Linked DNA regions of Ovis aries: region 2 is linked to region 1. A link is a contact called in public Hi-C data. All regions are on one chromosome and are shown on one strand. The core of a region is the stretch at or near the end of the contact, and the rest is flanking DNA. Distances in the headings are between cores, read along the strand shown. Region 1 has its middle 9.2 kb from the start of MYZAP. Region 2 has its middle 41 kb from the start of CGNL1.

Evidence for each region. Hi-C and Micro-C count contacts between places; a contact is called where the count stands out from the background.
Region 2: a contact with region 1 is called in a Hi-C map of tail adipose tissue, with 5 times the contacts expected there. The contact joins two enhancer-like sites. A contact is called at or near these places in 5 of 16 Hi-C or Micro-C datasets (liver, mixed tissues, muscle and 1 more).

The regions. Positions count from the first base shown.
Region 1 is chr7:50,860,899-50,868,773 of ARS-UI_Ramb_v3.0, reverse strand. No RefSeq gene overlaps it. Among named protein-coding and RNA genes, the nearest start is that of MYZAP, 9.2 kb to the right of the region's middle. Within about 2 kb of position 4,328, at least 9 of the 54 cell types and tissues checked have an H3K27ac peak or open chromatin away from gene starts, as enhancers often do.
Region 2 is chr7:51,089,843-51,097,728 of ARS-UI_Ramb_v3.0, reverse strand. No RefSeq gene overlaps it. Among named protein-coding and RNA genes, the nearest start is that of CGNL1, 41 kb to the right of the region's middle. Within about 2 kb of position 4,163, at least 4 of the 54 cell types and tissues checked have an H3K27ac peak or open chromatin away from gene starts, as enhancers often do.

The DNA of each region.
Region 1 (7,875 bases), core at 3,079-5,578:
TTTTAATTGAAGGAGAATTTCTTTACTGAATTTTTTTTTCCTGTTAAACTGCAACATGAATCAGCCATAGGTATACAGATGTCCTATGCAGCTTTTAAAGCATAGCTATACCCACAGTGTTGATGTGTATTTATATCCGCTTTGCTATCACTTAACATTAGAATAAGCATATTTTCTGATAGTAGATAATGTTTATCACTTTGGAAAATGCTGAACAGCAGGCATTGCATGAATCCCATCACTTACTTACCATCCCTATATTATCAGATGTCTAAGATTCTAAATTTTGCCTTCCTACAGTGAGTATTTTATATGTCTTTTTTTCCATACTAAAATTATTTGCTTTGGTTCAGTTCAGTTCAATCTCTCAGTCATGTTTGACTTTTTGTGATCCCATGAACCGCAGCACACCAGGCCTCCCTGTCCATCACCAATTCCTGGAGTCCACCCAAACCCATGTCCATTGAGTTGGTGATGCCATCCAACCATCTTATCGTTTGTCGTCCCTTTCTCCTCCTGCCCTCAATCTTTCCGAGTGTCAGGGTCTTTTCAAATGAGTCAGCTCTTCACATCAGGTGGCCAAATATTGGAGTTTCAGCTTCAACATCAGTCCTTTCAATGAACACCCAGGACTGATCTTTAGGATGGACTGGTTGGATCTCCTTGCATTCCAAGGGACTCTCAAGAGTCTTCTCCAACACCACAGTTCAAAAGCATCAATTCTTCGGCACTCAGCCTCCTTTATAGTCCAACTCACATCCATACATGACCACTGGAAAAACCATAGCCTTGACTAGACGGACCTTTGTTGACAAAGTAATGTCTCAGCTTTTTAATTTGCTTTGGTTAGATAACCAGAAATGGAATTACTGAGATAGCAAGTGAAAAAGAGATCTTAATGTCAGGCTCCTCTGTCTATGGAATTTTCCAGGGAAGCATACTGGAGTGGGTTGCCATTTCCTACTCCAGGAGATCTTCCCTACCCAGGGTTTGAACACATATTTCCTGCATTGGCAGGGAGATTCTTTACCACTCTGCCACCTGGGTAGCCCATTATGTCTCTATGAAAGTGCTGGTCACTCAGTCATGTCCGACTCTTTGTGACCCCACAGACTGTAGCCCGCTGGGCTCCTCTGTCCATGGAATTCTCTATGCAAGAATACCTTAGTGGGTTGCCATTCCCTTCTCCATAACTCAGGGATAGAACTCAGGTCTCCTGCATTACAGGCAGATTCTTTGCATCTGAGCTACCAGGGAATCCTTGTGTCTCTATAAATGTTGCCAAATTGCTCTTCAGAAGGGTTTACTAATTTGTATAGATACCAGCAATATACAGATGTGACCATTTGTATACAGATGTAACCCTTTGTCCCCCACCCCTTGGCTAATTAATCTCTCTTCCTGGGTAGTAGAATAATCTCTTTCATCAGGTTAATCTCATTCTGTATTTTTAAAATAAGTTTATAAGATATGCTTCTGTCACTTGTCTATTCTTATCCTTTTAATTGTTACCTCTTAAGGCTAGTGTGGGCTTTCCAGGTGGTGCTAGTGATAAAGAACCCACCTGCCAATGCAGGAGGCATAAGAGATATGAGTTCAGTCCCTGGATCAGAAAGATCCCCTAGAGGAGGGCAGGGCAGCCCACTCTAGCATACTTGCCTGGAGAATCCCCATGGGCAGGGGAGCCTGGCAGACTACAAGTCCATGGGATTGCAAAGAGTCGGACATGACTGAAGTGACTGAGCTTGCACCCCAGGCTAGTGCAGTTTTTAAGTGGCAGAGGATAAAAATGAAATTGGTATAATAGATTGAAACAGTGAAAATTAAGTCCTCCATCCTTAACACCAATCTCTCTTCTCTCTCCCCAGAGACAACCACTCTTCCTAATTTATTTCTTCCAAGCCACCTTCTCAGTGTTTAATCCAGGCCCCAGAATTTATGTGTGTCCCACTGGACACATTCACAGAAAAGGAGAGCACCTCGAAAGGATTTATGAAGAGAGTGGAGGCCCTGGGAACACCCGTCCCCCAGGCTGACTCCTCCCCCACCTTCCCTATGTGAAAGAGACTTTCCTCTGGACTGCTCCCCGAAAGGGTTACATTCGGGATGTGGGACTCATGGGTCAGTGAAGTGATCCTGAAGGAAGGTTGTCCACAAGGTTGGGGCTTTTTTTCAGTGTCTATAGCATCAAATATGTGAGGGAGCTTCAACATAAGAGGCTGGGTCTGTCTGAAAAGGTCCAGGCCTTCCTAAGGGAGCCGGCACCTGAATTCCTGTGCCTGGATGCAACCAGCTCTTTATACACTCAAGCCCCAGGCAGCGACTGTGTCAGTCCCAGACTGCTGCACGGACCATCCTTTCCCATTTGCCCACCCTGGCCTCACTGTCTCTTGTTCTCTATTCTGGGGATCATTTTCTGCTTCTCACCCACTGTGCCCTGAGGATCCTTGATTCCTTATTCTCTGACCACCTTGTGTCTCTCAGGGCCTCTTTCAAGGGCACTTTTCCCCAGCTCCAGTGTCAGGCCTGATGGTATCTCACATGGTCAAAACTATAAGTGTAGGGACATTTACTGGGGGAGGGCAGAGAGGATAGGGGCCACTGGGGCAAGTTGCCTGAGAGGAGAGAGATTACAGGATCGACCCCGTCTTCCTGAGACGGCAACAAGAGATTTGGGTGAAAGGCCCAGGGTCTGCTGGAGGCAGCATTCCCAGCCAGGTGTCAGCGGTGGCTGCAGCGGTGGAGTTCTCCCACGGCTCCGGGATTCTCAGCTGGGCTCCTTAAGGGGCTGAGGCTGATGGGATGGAAGGCTTTACGGGGCTACCTGCAGTAAGCCCCAGCGTGACCACTGTGGTGGCCAGCAGGGGGCATTGGTGGCTACTTCTGGCTCTGAGGTGGTAGATTAGTGGGTGCTGGGTGTCTAGGGCCCCACCTACCAGTGGCAGAGTCCCAAAGAGGACTTTGGACAACAAGGTTTATCTTCCCAGCTTGGCCCAGGCCATCTGGGGCTCCTCAGTTACCTTTATGTTGCACTGTTGCATCATACTGATTTTAATTCCAACATTTGTTGTGAGCTGCTTTTTTGTGAGAGACCAAAGTTATTTAGTTGCACCTTTCAAAGAGTATTTACTGTACACCTACTGTGCATTGGCCAATGCTGAGATAAGTAGGGCTCAGTCCCTGGACTTGAATAATGCCTACTAAGAACTAAACAGCAGGGGGAGGGTCTAAAGCACTGAAAAAGACGTACAGATGAAGTGTGATAGAGTTTCATGATGGGAAAGATCCTTATTGACCGGGGTAATTAGGAAAAGCTTCATGGAGGAAATGGCAAATGAGAGAGCCTTAAAATGAGTGCAGATTTTGGGAGTTTTTATTATAAAATTTTAATCTTACAGATGGATGTGTCTTTGACTGGCGGAAAGAACAGAGTGAACTCATGGATACAGGAGAGATTCTTAGAATCATCCGGTTCATTAGAGTCTAGGATAAATGAAGCGGAGGAGTGATTGGAGGTGAGGCTGGAAAAGAAATTTGGGACCATATTTTTGGAAAACTCTGAGAGGCACTCCCAGAAATAGGAAAGCAGTGGATGTTTTTAAGGAGGAGATTCTGGATATAATGCAGAGGAGTTGGGTTTTATGCCTCATTATTCTTTCTGAGAGGGAGATGAATAACTTATTTTAAAGTGGCTAGTGAGCTTCAGTTCTTATAAAAGGTATGATGCTTGATCATAAAAATGGAGAATTAGCTACTCTCAACTAGAAAGTCTCTGATTATCCGTTTCATGCATCTCAGAATGCAAATCACTTAGTCTAAATCAGTGCTTCTCAAACCTGAGTGTGCATCAGAATCAGCTAGGGGGGCTTGTTAAAATAGAGACTGCGCCCTTTATTCCGAGAATTTCTGGGACCGCCAAGAATTTACGGCTGCCGCTGCTGGTCCGGGTACCACACTGAGAACCTCTGGATAAACTTCTTACCCGACCTTTCTCAGTAGATCCACTGGGTGGCAGCAGAGAGCGCCACAGCACACTGGCCCAAGCTGGAGTCCTCAGGCAGGGGCTGCGTGGGACTGCTTCTGTGAGAGGTGAATGCAAGGCTTAGCTACTGAACAGCCACACAAAACAGCCGTGACATGCAGCTCTCCAACATGAAGGACACCTTAGAGAGGGGAATGCTTGGTGACTTGGATCTCACTCCTTCTCCAGGGTTTCCCTACCCGAAACACTCTGCCGATCCTCAGAACTCTTCTCAAGTAGTCCCTCCCTGAGCAGAATATATGTGATGATGTTCAAGGTCACTTCCATAAAGTTTCTGTCTGAGGATAAGGTGAACTGGAGCTTGGAAAGGGAACTGTGGGGTCCAGAATGGATAGATTAGACTGTGGCCACAGGCTCCCCTGATGTCCTCAAATCAGGGGGCTCGCTGCCCACTGTGTCAGCAGAGAGCGCTCCACCCAAGGAGTGCTGGAGGTAGCCAGGTGCCATCCTACCACGCCCTCCAGATGTCTAATGAACCTAGAACCTTGCTAGGTTACTCTGTGAATCACTGAGAAAGAATCCACCCTGTTCTGGTCAAAGGTGGCAAGTGGAGTGAACTGTAATCAACAAAAGACAGGAAGTCAGACGCGCCTTCTGTAATGGCTCTTTATTTTCTCTGTTAATATTTTTCTCTAGTTCTTTGTAGTCTAGTTTTCTTACAGCATTTATTTTCTTCTGTTATATGTTTGAGATCACATACCAGCTATTTTTATCCTAGTCAATTTACTTAGTATCAATAACATTCTATAATATCTTAAAGCATTATTCTAGTATTTTTAAACATTTTTGAACATCTAATGTTTTGAAGATCATAAATTTTTAAAATCACTATTTTTCTATCATGTATAGAAAATATACTTAATTCTTATAGACATTATTTTCTTTGGTATTTAGCATCATTTTCTTGAAGTAATATCCTAAAATAGGAGTTATTGTGTGTGAAAAATACCATTTTTCTATTCAAGTGGAATTTTAATTAACTTTTTAATTTATGCAAATAATTTATGCTATTTATTTACAAATACAGATAGGTAAATGGTAATATAAATATGAAGGAGCAGGAGGAAGAGGAGACGGGAAGTCACCCTTGGTTTCATTGTCTACAAATAGTTTTTTTTGTATATTTGTCTAGGCTTTTTCTCTATGCATGTTTGTTTTATAAGGTTTGGAATCATACTTCTTATATTGTCACATAACCTGCTTTTCCAATTATCACAAATTTTTCCCTGTATAGAAATGTCTTTCCTGAATACAGTTTTAATGGCTACATAGTATTCCATGGAGTCATAATAGCAGTTACCATTTATTTTGTACTCACCGTATGCCAGGAAGTTACATACCTAAGCTTGTTTGAATTCTCACACTATGAGACAGGTGTAATGACGCACTCCATTTTAGCAAAAAGAAAGATTCAGGCATAGTGAGGTCAGATATCTTGTCTAATTATAGAGATCTCACATGTGTGTACAAATCAGTAGTCTGCTGTAGGACAGTTAAGTCACGTCATTCTGGTTGCTGTCATAGGTGATGTTGCTATTAATTCATTAAACAAACAGTCACTGAGTTCCCATCTGTGCTGGGTGTTTTGCTAGAAGCTGTGTCCACAGGGGTAAAATGTCAGCAGAAGGTAGGATTGGAGGGGAAGAGCTGAATGGCTCTTGTCATCGGGCTGGGTTTTCTCCCTCCTGTTTGTTCACGAGCTGAGGGGAGCTCAGCTCTGTGACAGCAGCCTCTGGCTGGGTATAGTTCTGTCTCTTCCATCAGTGCCAGCGTTTCCTGGTTTCTCTTCCTGCTCAGCTGCCGGGGTGGGGCCTTATGGAGTTGGCTGCCTTCCTTCCTGAACAGCCAACCAAAGCCAAGGCGGGTAGCCCGGGGGCTGGTCCCATGCCTCTGATTCTGTTGTTCCTTCTATGCAGTACGTTCAGTGATCAGGAAAATGCCTGGACATATTCCTTGTCAGCTACTAAAGAGGAATGGCCTGTCTGCTTCAGTTTGGAAAAGCCTCCCATGGAGGCTGCAACACCCTCCTAGATCCCCACCATTTCTTGCACACTGTTTGCTGATACACATATGGTGTCTTGGGAGGGAGGCTAAGACCTTTCTAATTTTATACTTTCATTACCCCTAAAAGAAACCCTATATCTTATAGTTACTCCTCCTATCTCCCTCCTTCCTGGCCATGGCAATCACTAATGAGCTTTCTGTCTCTATGGATTTGCCATTTTGGGACATTTTATATAATTCAAAGCATAGAGTACGTAGTCTTTTGTGTCTGACTTCAGTTTAACAGGATGTAGTCAAGGTTTGTCCATGTTGTAGCATGTATCAGTACTTCATTTTTTTCCTTATGGATGATACTCTTCCATTGTGTGAATATACCACATTTCGTTTGTATACTCATCAGTTCATGGGGCATTTGAGCGGTCTCTGTTTGGCTATGATGAATAATGCTGCTATGGCCATTGTGTTTGAACATATGTTTTCAATTCTCTTGGGTGGAATTCTTTCTAGGAGTGGAATTCCTGGGTCATAAGTTATCTCTGTGTTTACCTTTTTGAGGAACTGCCCAGCTGTTGGCCCAAGTGGCTACATCATCTACAATCACACCAGGCTTGGTCCTCCAAGCATCGTGCAAGTATCATGCATTTTTCATTGCAGTTACCATGACAATCTCTAAAATCCAGGCAAGTCACAAGGCAACTGGCCCCGTGGCTCCCCAGCTCACAATTCCACATGCAGAAAACGCTCAGCTCGACTGTGACCCTCTTATCTTTCTGCAGGACAGATTGACAGGTGTACCAGGTCCGAGTCTCATGGTTGCATATGTTCTTTAGACAATTGTCCCTGGTGACTGATAGTTTCCCTCTCAGTACCTGACTTTGATTGGCATTGGTGACCTTTGAGGCCAGTGACTTCAGCGCAGAGGCTCTGTCACACTTTAACCTAGAATTCCTTTGCTTTGGACCAATAATAACACTTTCGTCATACAGTTCTTTGTAGTTGACAAAGTACTGGCTACTTTCCCTTGTTTTAGGGCCTTGTGCTCTGCTTTCAAAGGTGTTGGCCTTATTTAAAGCACAGAAGTCCGTCTGGGGTGTGTTAATGGCCAGTAAGATGTTGACCTTTCATCAGGACTCACCAACTCCTCCTAATTTTCTAGTATGAAAGAGTCTCCAATGGTGAGTATGGAGTAGCTTTGGAGGCCCCCTAAGGCCTGGCCCTGGAAGACTCCCCTTCTAAGTGAGGGTCATAAGCTTGGCATTGCTCTAGGAAGGCAGTGCGTGTTCAGCCAAATTTTTCTAGGTTTTTCCTCTTACACAAAGATCGTTGATGAGAAAGCTAAGATGGGTGACAGGATTTCAAGGAAGTTTTCTTTTTTGTCTATGTCATTTTAATTTTCTGAAACATTGCGTATGTAATAACTGAAAAATTTTAAAGGAAGCTGATGAGTAATGTGAGGCCCAGGATCTGAGGTTGGCAGTTCTTCCACAAAGACAATTCCTATTTATGCACAGTCCTTCCTTCTTGTCCATAAGCCAGCTCTCCATGCCTGAGAGAACATTCCTCACAACCATGGTTTCTTTAAAAGGAGAGCTTTTGCAAAAGACTCTTGTCAAATGTTTTTTTTATTAACTACAAATTACATACAGGATGGACTTAGGGACTATTGTACAGAGTGAAGTCAGAAAGAAAAAAGCAAATATTGCATATGAACACATCTATGTGGAATCTAGAAAAATGGTGTATAGATGATCTTATCTGCAAGGCAGAAATAGAGACTCAGACATAGAGAACAAATGTATGGACACCAGCGAGGGGGAAAGGGGAGTGGG
Region 2 (7,886 bases), core at 2,914-5,413, 230 kb before region 1:
GGATTGAACCCATGTCCCCACTTTGGCAGGCAAATTCTTAACCAGGGAAGTCCCAGAAAACCATTCTTTTGAATCTAATAACCACAGTCCACCAAGCTTGTAAAAAAATCTCTCCGTATTCTATCATATCTCACAGTGCCTGTTTTTTGGTCTTCAGGGGAGCTCCAGGATCCTGAGCCATCTGTTTGTCCTTCCTCAGGAAGATGGGCATCATTCTATAGTAGTTTACACACAGGACTCAGAAAGGTAAGTTACTTTCTTATATCACACAGCCACCCAACCTGGAGCCAGGATGGAAGCCCCATGCCTGAATCTAGAGGGGTCTCCATTCCGGATGCACAGGAAACTACTAGGGGCAATGTTACAACTACCAACCCCCTCCCGCCGCCCCCCCCCCGCCCCCCACCCCTTGCAGCTGCCCCAGGTGGTCCGATTTCAAGGGCAGGGCCTTGACAGAGGCAGGGGAAGGTTAGAGCGCCCCCAGGTGATTCTAATAGGCTACAGGAGCTGAGAATCACTGTGCTGGAGCCTATGCCCCCGGGGGCAGAGGAACCATCCCAGTTCTGCCACTAACTTGCTGTGTGATTTGAAGCAAATCCCATAACCTCTCTGTTCTTCAGTTTCTTCATTTATCAAAAGGGAGCTCTCTTTCAGAGTCCGTCTCACACGTAATCTGTGAGTCATGGGATAATGGGATGATGCTCGAAGCCCTCAGCGAGGGCCATTGGGGGAAGGGCTTGGCATCCTGGCCCTCCTGGCATCAGACTGGAGGGAGAACAGGCCCAGCAAATGGCGCGGCTGTCCCTGTCCTCCCCACCCTGCAGTCTGTGGGGTGGGCGTGGGGTTTGGGAGGCACCCAGGGGAGGCCTGCCAGGTCCACGCCTTCCTTGTGGTGCTCAGCCCCCACAGGGCCTGTAGGACCCTGTGGGACTGATGCCTGTGGATCTCCAGGGCCAGGCCTGGAGCAAGGAGAGAGGCCATGTCTGGTCCTGCAAGTTCAGCAGCCCCGGGAAGGGCTGGCCTGGCCACGGGGGTTCACAGACAAGAACCCAGCCTCCCGAGATAAGTGGGGAGAGGGGGGATCCTCTCCTAACATGATTCTCACAACTATCATTTGTTCTCAGTTCCTGGGGGTAAAAAATGTGTTGCAGAAGAAAGAGAGCTGTGCTTGTTCACCAAGTTACAAAGGTGAGTTCACACTCTTGAGTGCTTTTCCGTGTTTCTGAGATAGAGTTCACTTTTCTTCTGGGACACTTTGGGGTACACTGGGACCTTAGTGGGGAACATTAGGGGCTGGGGAGCTGGCGGAGAACGTTGCCCCTACCCCCACCACAGCACACTTCCTACTAGAGTGGAGGGGCTCAGAGAGCTCTGGGCTAGGATGCGGGTGTGTGGCTGAGGCTCAGGGAGTAAAAGGGCAGGAGGGCTGGCCCAAGCCCCAGGAGCTGCCTCAAGCCCCTCTCCCGCGAGGAGAGAAGCCCCGCCAGCCAGGGCCCATCTCCACGGTTCCCTTGAGTCCTGGAGGGGCGGGTAGCGCTGACCCTTCTGACTGACGTCAGGGGGAGGCGGCTTCCCCATGGAGTGACAGACACCCCTGTTGTGAGCTGAGCCCCCAAACATGGCTCCAGCTCCTTTCCCTGACTCGGAGGACATTTTTCTCCTTGGTAGGAGAAAATCCTGATTCAGAGCGGTCCAGAGGATGCGTGTTGACTGGCCACATTCTCACCAAAAATGTGGGCCCTGGGGCCAGAATTTCTTGATTCTGAAAAAGTGGCTTCTGCTGGCAGTGCCTCCGTAAGTGGATTGTAAAAATTCTTCTCTGAGTGCGCATCTTCTTGTGTGTGGGGCCTCCATGTTCAGAGTCTGTAAAGCAAACCCGTCATGGCCAGGAGAGGAGCTGCGGTCACCGAGCTGTGTTGCGGGGCACCGGGCCCTCCTGGTGGCAGGGGCTGTGGATCCGCTCTGTGACCTTCAGCTGCGAAAGTGAGCAGTTTCCTTTCGTTTTCTAGCCCCCGGGCTTGAAAGGAAACCCCTTCTGTTGTGTGTGGGGAGCTTTTATGCTCCTCGGGTCCAAGAAAGTGGAGCCCTGGGACTCTGGTCGCCATGCACGGCTGAGAGTCTGGCTCTTTAGACATTTTCGTCCCTGGCTCAGCCCCGGGGTCCTCAGGCCCCGTCCCCGTGAACAACCACGGCCACCTCGCCCCCACCGGACTCCTCCCCGTTTGCTGAGACCACTACCTCTGTTCCCCCCTCATCCTGGCACGCTCGACGCCCCTCTTCAACTCGAGTCCAATCTCATCCCTCCTCCCTCTGGGACCACACAGATTCCTCTCTCTCCCTTCTCCCTGTGGACCTAAAATACAACAGTTCTTAGCTTGCGGAGCTGGGGTGAGTAGATGAGAGAGCCCAGCCTTTCGTAAACACAAAAATGACCTCTTCTTCCCAGAATGGAGACAGGGCAGGGAAAGAAGACACTTTACTCTTCCTTTGAGAATTCAGAACAAAAGCTTTAGCAAATGATACTCCCATCCTCTGCCCACATCCCTGAAACAAAACGAAATCCCAAAGACCAATTTGTTTTGTTTTACTAAATAGCTCACCTTGTTACAGTAACCTCATTTTACAGATGAGGAGACCAAGGCTTAGACGGATTAGTTACTCCAGCTGCCATTTGGCCTCACATCAGAGTTTGCAGAGATACCGGCCCCACCATTTACTACTCAGTGGGACCAGTGTCAGCTGGCGGGCACTGCTCTGACCTGTGGCCACAGAGCCCCAAGCAGTTACCCACCTGCTGAGACACGTTTTGTCACAACCTTAGCCAGTCAGTGAGCAGGTAGGACCTGACCAAGAGACGATTACATTCCAGCCACTGAAGACAGAGGCTAAGCGATCTTGAGGAACGCATCACCGCTGAGGACTCTAGAGCTTAGGAGTGCTTGATTCTGATCACCTCTCCTGGGCCACACACCATGCTCACAGTGGTATGTGCACTGTCTCACACCATCCCCCACAAGAATCCAACTATTACTTTCCTGCTCCAGATGAGAAAAAGTTTGCTAAGAGGGCTAAGCAACTTTCCCAAGTCCTGTAGTTAAAAAGAAGGTTGACAGAGTAGAATATGAGAGTGAATCTCCTAACTTGAAAAAAAAAACCCAACTATTTAATATATAATTCATTTATTTATGGCTGCTGGGACTGCATCGCTGTGTGGGGCTTTCTCCAGTCGTGGTGAGCAGGGGCCACTCTCTAGCGGCAGCGCGTGGGTTTCTCATTGCGGAGGCTTCTCTTGTTGCGGAGCAAGGGCTCTGGGTGCGCGGGCCTCAGTAGCCGCCCCACTCGGGTTCAGGAGTTGTGGCGCATGGGCTTAGTTGTCCCGAGGGATGTGAGATCTTCCTGAATCAGGGATTGAACCCGTGTCCACTGCATTGGCAGGCCGATTCTTAACCCCTAGACCACTAGGGAAGTCCGTGAATTTCCTAATTTTAGTCCCATGTTCTTCCCATAATGTATTGGTCAAGATAACTGGGCGATTTCATTTTTCAGAGAGACAAAAGCAAAGAGAGCAATGCCAGTGTCTGCTCCTTTAATTTGTGGGGATAGACCAGCCAACAGTAGACCACAGGGAAAAAAGCAATCAGACATTTCCATCTGTCGGGAACTCCACGATGGGAAAGCAGCCACTACAGCGGTTATTCCACAAAGGACCACCTGGTGGCACCATTGTACAACAACTGTATACCCAACTGCTCGGCACACCAAAACCGGAAGATGCCGCCCAGGGTAGTGGCCTGCTTTTCACTGAAAGTCCCTGGAATGACCTGGAAGTCTAATAAGGCCGTGTCCATGGCCCGTCATAGCTCATGCTCCCCTGATGTCCAGAGCTGCTCTGCGAATAAGGAACTCAGTCAGCTCCTGTCCCTTTACTAACCCATCTATTTAGCAATCATGTGCTTTGTACCTTGAAGCTATTTAAAATATCTTGACTATGTTAGATCTTTAATATAACCTGATCTGTTTCTGAAAAGGTTATGCTTCTTTGTCTGGAGGTCCAGAGAGCAACTTTAGTGAAGTTCCCCTTTAGCCTGAGAAGATGGTAGGGAGAAGTATTGGATCTGGATTGGAGGTGAAGGGGTCAGAGGTCATGCAAGGGCAGAGGCAGGGTTTGACCAGATTGAGGGCCAGGCAGGCAGCTTTGCACAGCCTACCCATGGCCTCTGTAAAGGGTCAGGGACTTGGAAAGCTTTGGCACTGGAGAGAGAGGAGTGGGGTGAAGTGGGTGATAAACAACTTCTCACACTGTTGATGGACAGTGTCATCTCTATTGCTAAGCTGGTTCTTGGATTTTGGACATTCCTAGAGAGAGTGTGGTGGGCAGCAGCCCAGGGAAGTCTCCAGGTTGCCTCCACCCTGGCTTCAAGAGTGTCTGTCACACACGCTGCAAATACAGGCCGTGTCAGGACCTTGACACTTGGGAGAAACAGGAAGTCAAACCAAGGCTCCAGGCATTTTTTAAAAATTATTTATTCATCTATCTTTAGCTGCACTGCATCTTCGTTGCTGTGCATGGGCTTTCTCTAGTTGTGGCAAGCAGGGGCTCCCCTCTAGTTGCGGTGCACGGGCTTCTCATCGTAGCGGTTTCTCTGGTTGTGGAGCACAGGCTGTAGGGCACACGAGCGTCAGTAGCTGTGATACACGGGCTTAGCTGCTTTGAGCCACGGGGATCTTCTGGATCAGGGATCAAACCTGTGTCCCCTGCACTGTCAGGCAAACTCTTAGCCACGTGATCCCCAGGGAAGCCCAGCTCCAGGCACTAAATGTGAAGAGATGAGTCTTTCCTGATGGAGAGAAATAATGGGTCAATCAGACCCCTTAGTGGTGATGTGCACATAGGAACACAGAATCCCAGGGTTACCTTCAAAGAGCAGGTGAAAAAGGAGATTCTACTTCAGTTCAATTCAGTTCAGTCGCTCAGTTGTGTCCAATTCTTTACGACCCCATGAATCGCAGCATGCCAGGCCTCCCTGTCCATCACCAACTCCCGGAGTTCACTCAGACTCACATCCATCAAGTCAGTGATGCCATCCAGCCATCCCATCCTCTGTTTTCCCCCTGCCCCCATCCCTCCCAGCATCAGCGTCTTTTCCAATGAGTCAACTCTTCCCATGAGGTGGCCAAAGTACTGGAGTTTCAGCTTTAGCATCATTCCTTCCAAAGAATACCCAGGACTGATCTCCTTTAGAATGGACTGCTTGGATTTCCTTGCAGTCCAAGAGACTCTCAAGAGTCTTCTGCAATACCACAATTCAAAAGCATCAATTCTTCAGCACTCAGCTTTCTTCACAATCCAACTCTCACATCCACACATGACCACTGGAAAACCATAGCCTTGAGTAGACGGACCTTTGTTGGCAAAGTAATATCTCTGCTTTTGAATATACTATCTAGGTTGGTCATAACTTTCCTTCCAAGGAGTAAGCGTCTTTTAATTTCATGGCTGCAGTCACTATCTGCAGTGATTTTGGAGCCCCCCAAAATAAAGTCTGACACTGTTTCCACTGTTTCCCCATCTATTTCCCATGAAGTGATGGGACCAGATGCCATGATCTTCGTTTTCTGAATGTTGAGCTTTAAGTCAACTATTTCACTCTCCTCTTTCACTTTCATCAAGAGGCTCTTTAGTTCCTCTTCACTTTCTGCCATAAGGGTGGTGTCATCTGCATATCTGAGGTTATTGATATTTCTCCAAGCAATCTTGATTCCAGCTTGTGTTTCTTCCAGTCCAGCATTTCTCATGATGTACTCTGCATATAAGTGAAATAGCAGAGTAATGATATACAGCCTTGATGTACTCCTTTTCCTATTTGGAACCAGTCTGTTGGTCCATGTCCAGTTCTAACTGTTGCTTCCTGACCTGCATACAGGTTTCTCAAGAGGCAGGTCAGGTGGTCTGATATTCCCATCTCTCTCAGAATTTTCCACAGTTGATTGTGATCCACACAGTCAAAGGCTTTGGTATAGTCAATAAAGCAGAAATAGATGTTTTTCTGGAACTCTCTTGCTTTTTCCATGATCCAGCAGATGTTGGCAATTTGATCTCTGGTTCCTCTGCCTTTTCTAAAACCAGCTTGAAAAAAATAAATAAATAAAAAATAAATAAAACCAGCTTGAACATCTGGAAGTTCACAGTTCACATATTGTTGAAGCCTGGCTTGGAGAATTTTAAGCATTACTTTACTAGCATGTGAGATGAGTGCAATTGTGTGGTAGTTTGAGCATTCTTTGGCATTGCCTTTCTTTGGAATTGGAATGAAAACTGACTTTTTCCAGTCCTGTGGCCACTGCTGAGTTTTCCAAATTTGCTGGCAAATTGAGTGCAGCACTTTCACAGCATCATCTTTGAGGATTTGAAATAGCTCAACTGGAATTCCATCACCTCCTCTAGCTTTGTTTGTAGTGATGCTTTCTAAGGGCCATTTGACTTCACATTCCAGGATGTCTGGCTCTGGATGAGTGATTGCACCATCGTGATCATCTTGGTCGTGAAGATCTTTTTTGTACAGTTCTTCTGTGTATTCTTGCCACCTCTTCTTAATATCTTATGCTTCTGTTAGGTCCATACCATTTCTGTCCTTTATCAAGCCCATCTTTGCATGAAATGTTCCCTTGGTATCTCTAATTTTCTTGAAGAGATCTCTAGTCTTTCCCATTCTGTTGTTTTCCTCTATTTCTTTGCATTGATCGCTGAGGAAGGCTTTCTTATCTCTTGCTATTCTTTGGAACTCTGCATTCAGATGCTTATATCTTTCCTTTTCTCCCATGGGACTTCTCTTCTTTTCACAGCTATTTGTAAGGCCTCCCCAGACAGCCATTTTGCTTTTTTGCCTTTCTTTTCCATGGGGATGGTCTTGATCCCTGTCTCCTCTATGGTGTCACGAACCTCAGTCTATAGTTCATCAGGCACTCTGTCTATCAGATCTAAGCCTTTAAATCTGTTTCTCACTTACACAGTGTAATCATAAAGGGTTTGATTTAGGTCATATCTGAATGGTCTAGTGGTTTTCCCTACTTTCTTCAATTTAAGTATGAATTTGTCAATAAGGAGCTCATGATCTGAGCCACAGTCAGCTCCTGGTCTTGTTTTTGCTGACTGTATAGGGCGTCTCCATCTTTGGCTGCAACGAATATAATCCATCTGATTTTGGTGTTGACCATCTGGTGATGTCCATGTGTAGAGTCTTCTCTCGTGTTGTTGGAAGAGGGTGTTTGCTATGACCAGTGCATTATCTTGGCAAAACTCTATTAGCCTTTGCCCTGCTTCATTCCGTACTCCAAGGCCAAATTTGCCTGTTACTCCAGGTGTTTCTTGACTTCCTACTTTTGCATTCCAGTCCCCTATAATGAAAAGGACATCTTTTTTGGGTGTTAGTTCTAGAAGGTCTTGGGGGTCTTCATAGAACTGTTCAACTTCAGTTGCTTCAGCATTACTAGTCGGGGCATAGACTTGGATTACTGTGATAATGAATGGTTTGCCTTGGACATGAACAGAGATCATTCTGTCGTTTTTGAGATTGCATCTAAGTACTGCATTTCAGACTCTTTTGTTGACCATGATGGCTACTCCATTTCTTCTGAGGGATTCCTGCCCGCAGTAGTAGATATAATGGTCATCTGAGTTAAATTCACCCATTCCAGTCCATTTTAGTTCGCTGATTCCTAGAATGTCAATGTTCACTCTTGCCATCTCCTGTTTGACCACTTCCAATTTGCCTTGATTCATGGACCTAACATTCCAGGTTCCTATGCAATATTGCTCTTTACAGTATCGGACCTTGCTTCTATCACCAGTCACGTCCACAACTGGGTATGTTTTTGCTTTGGCTCCA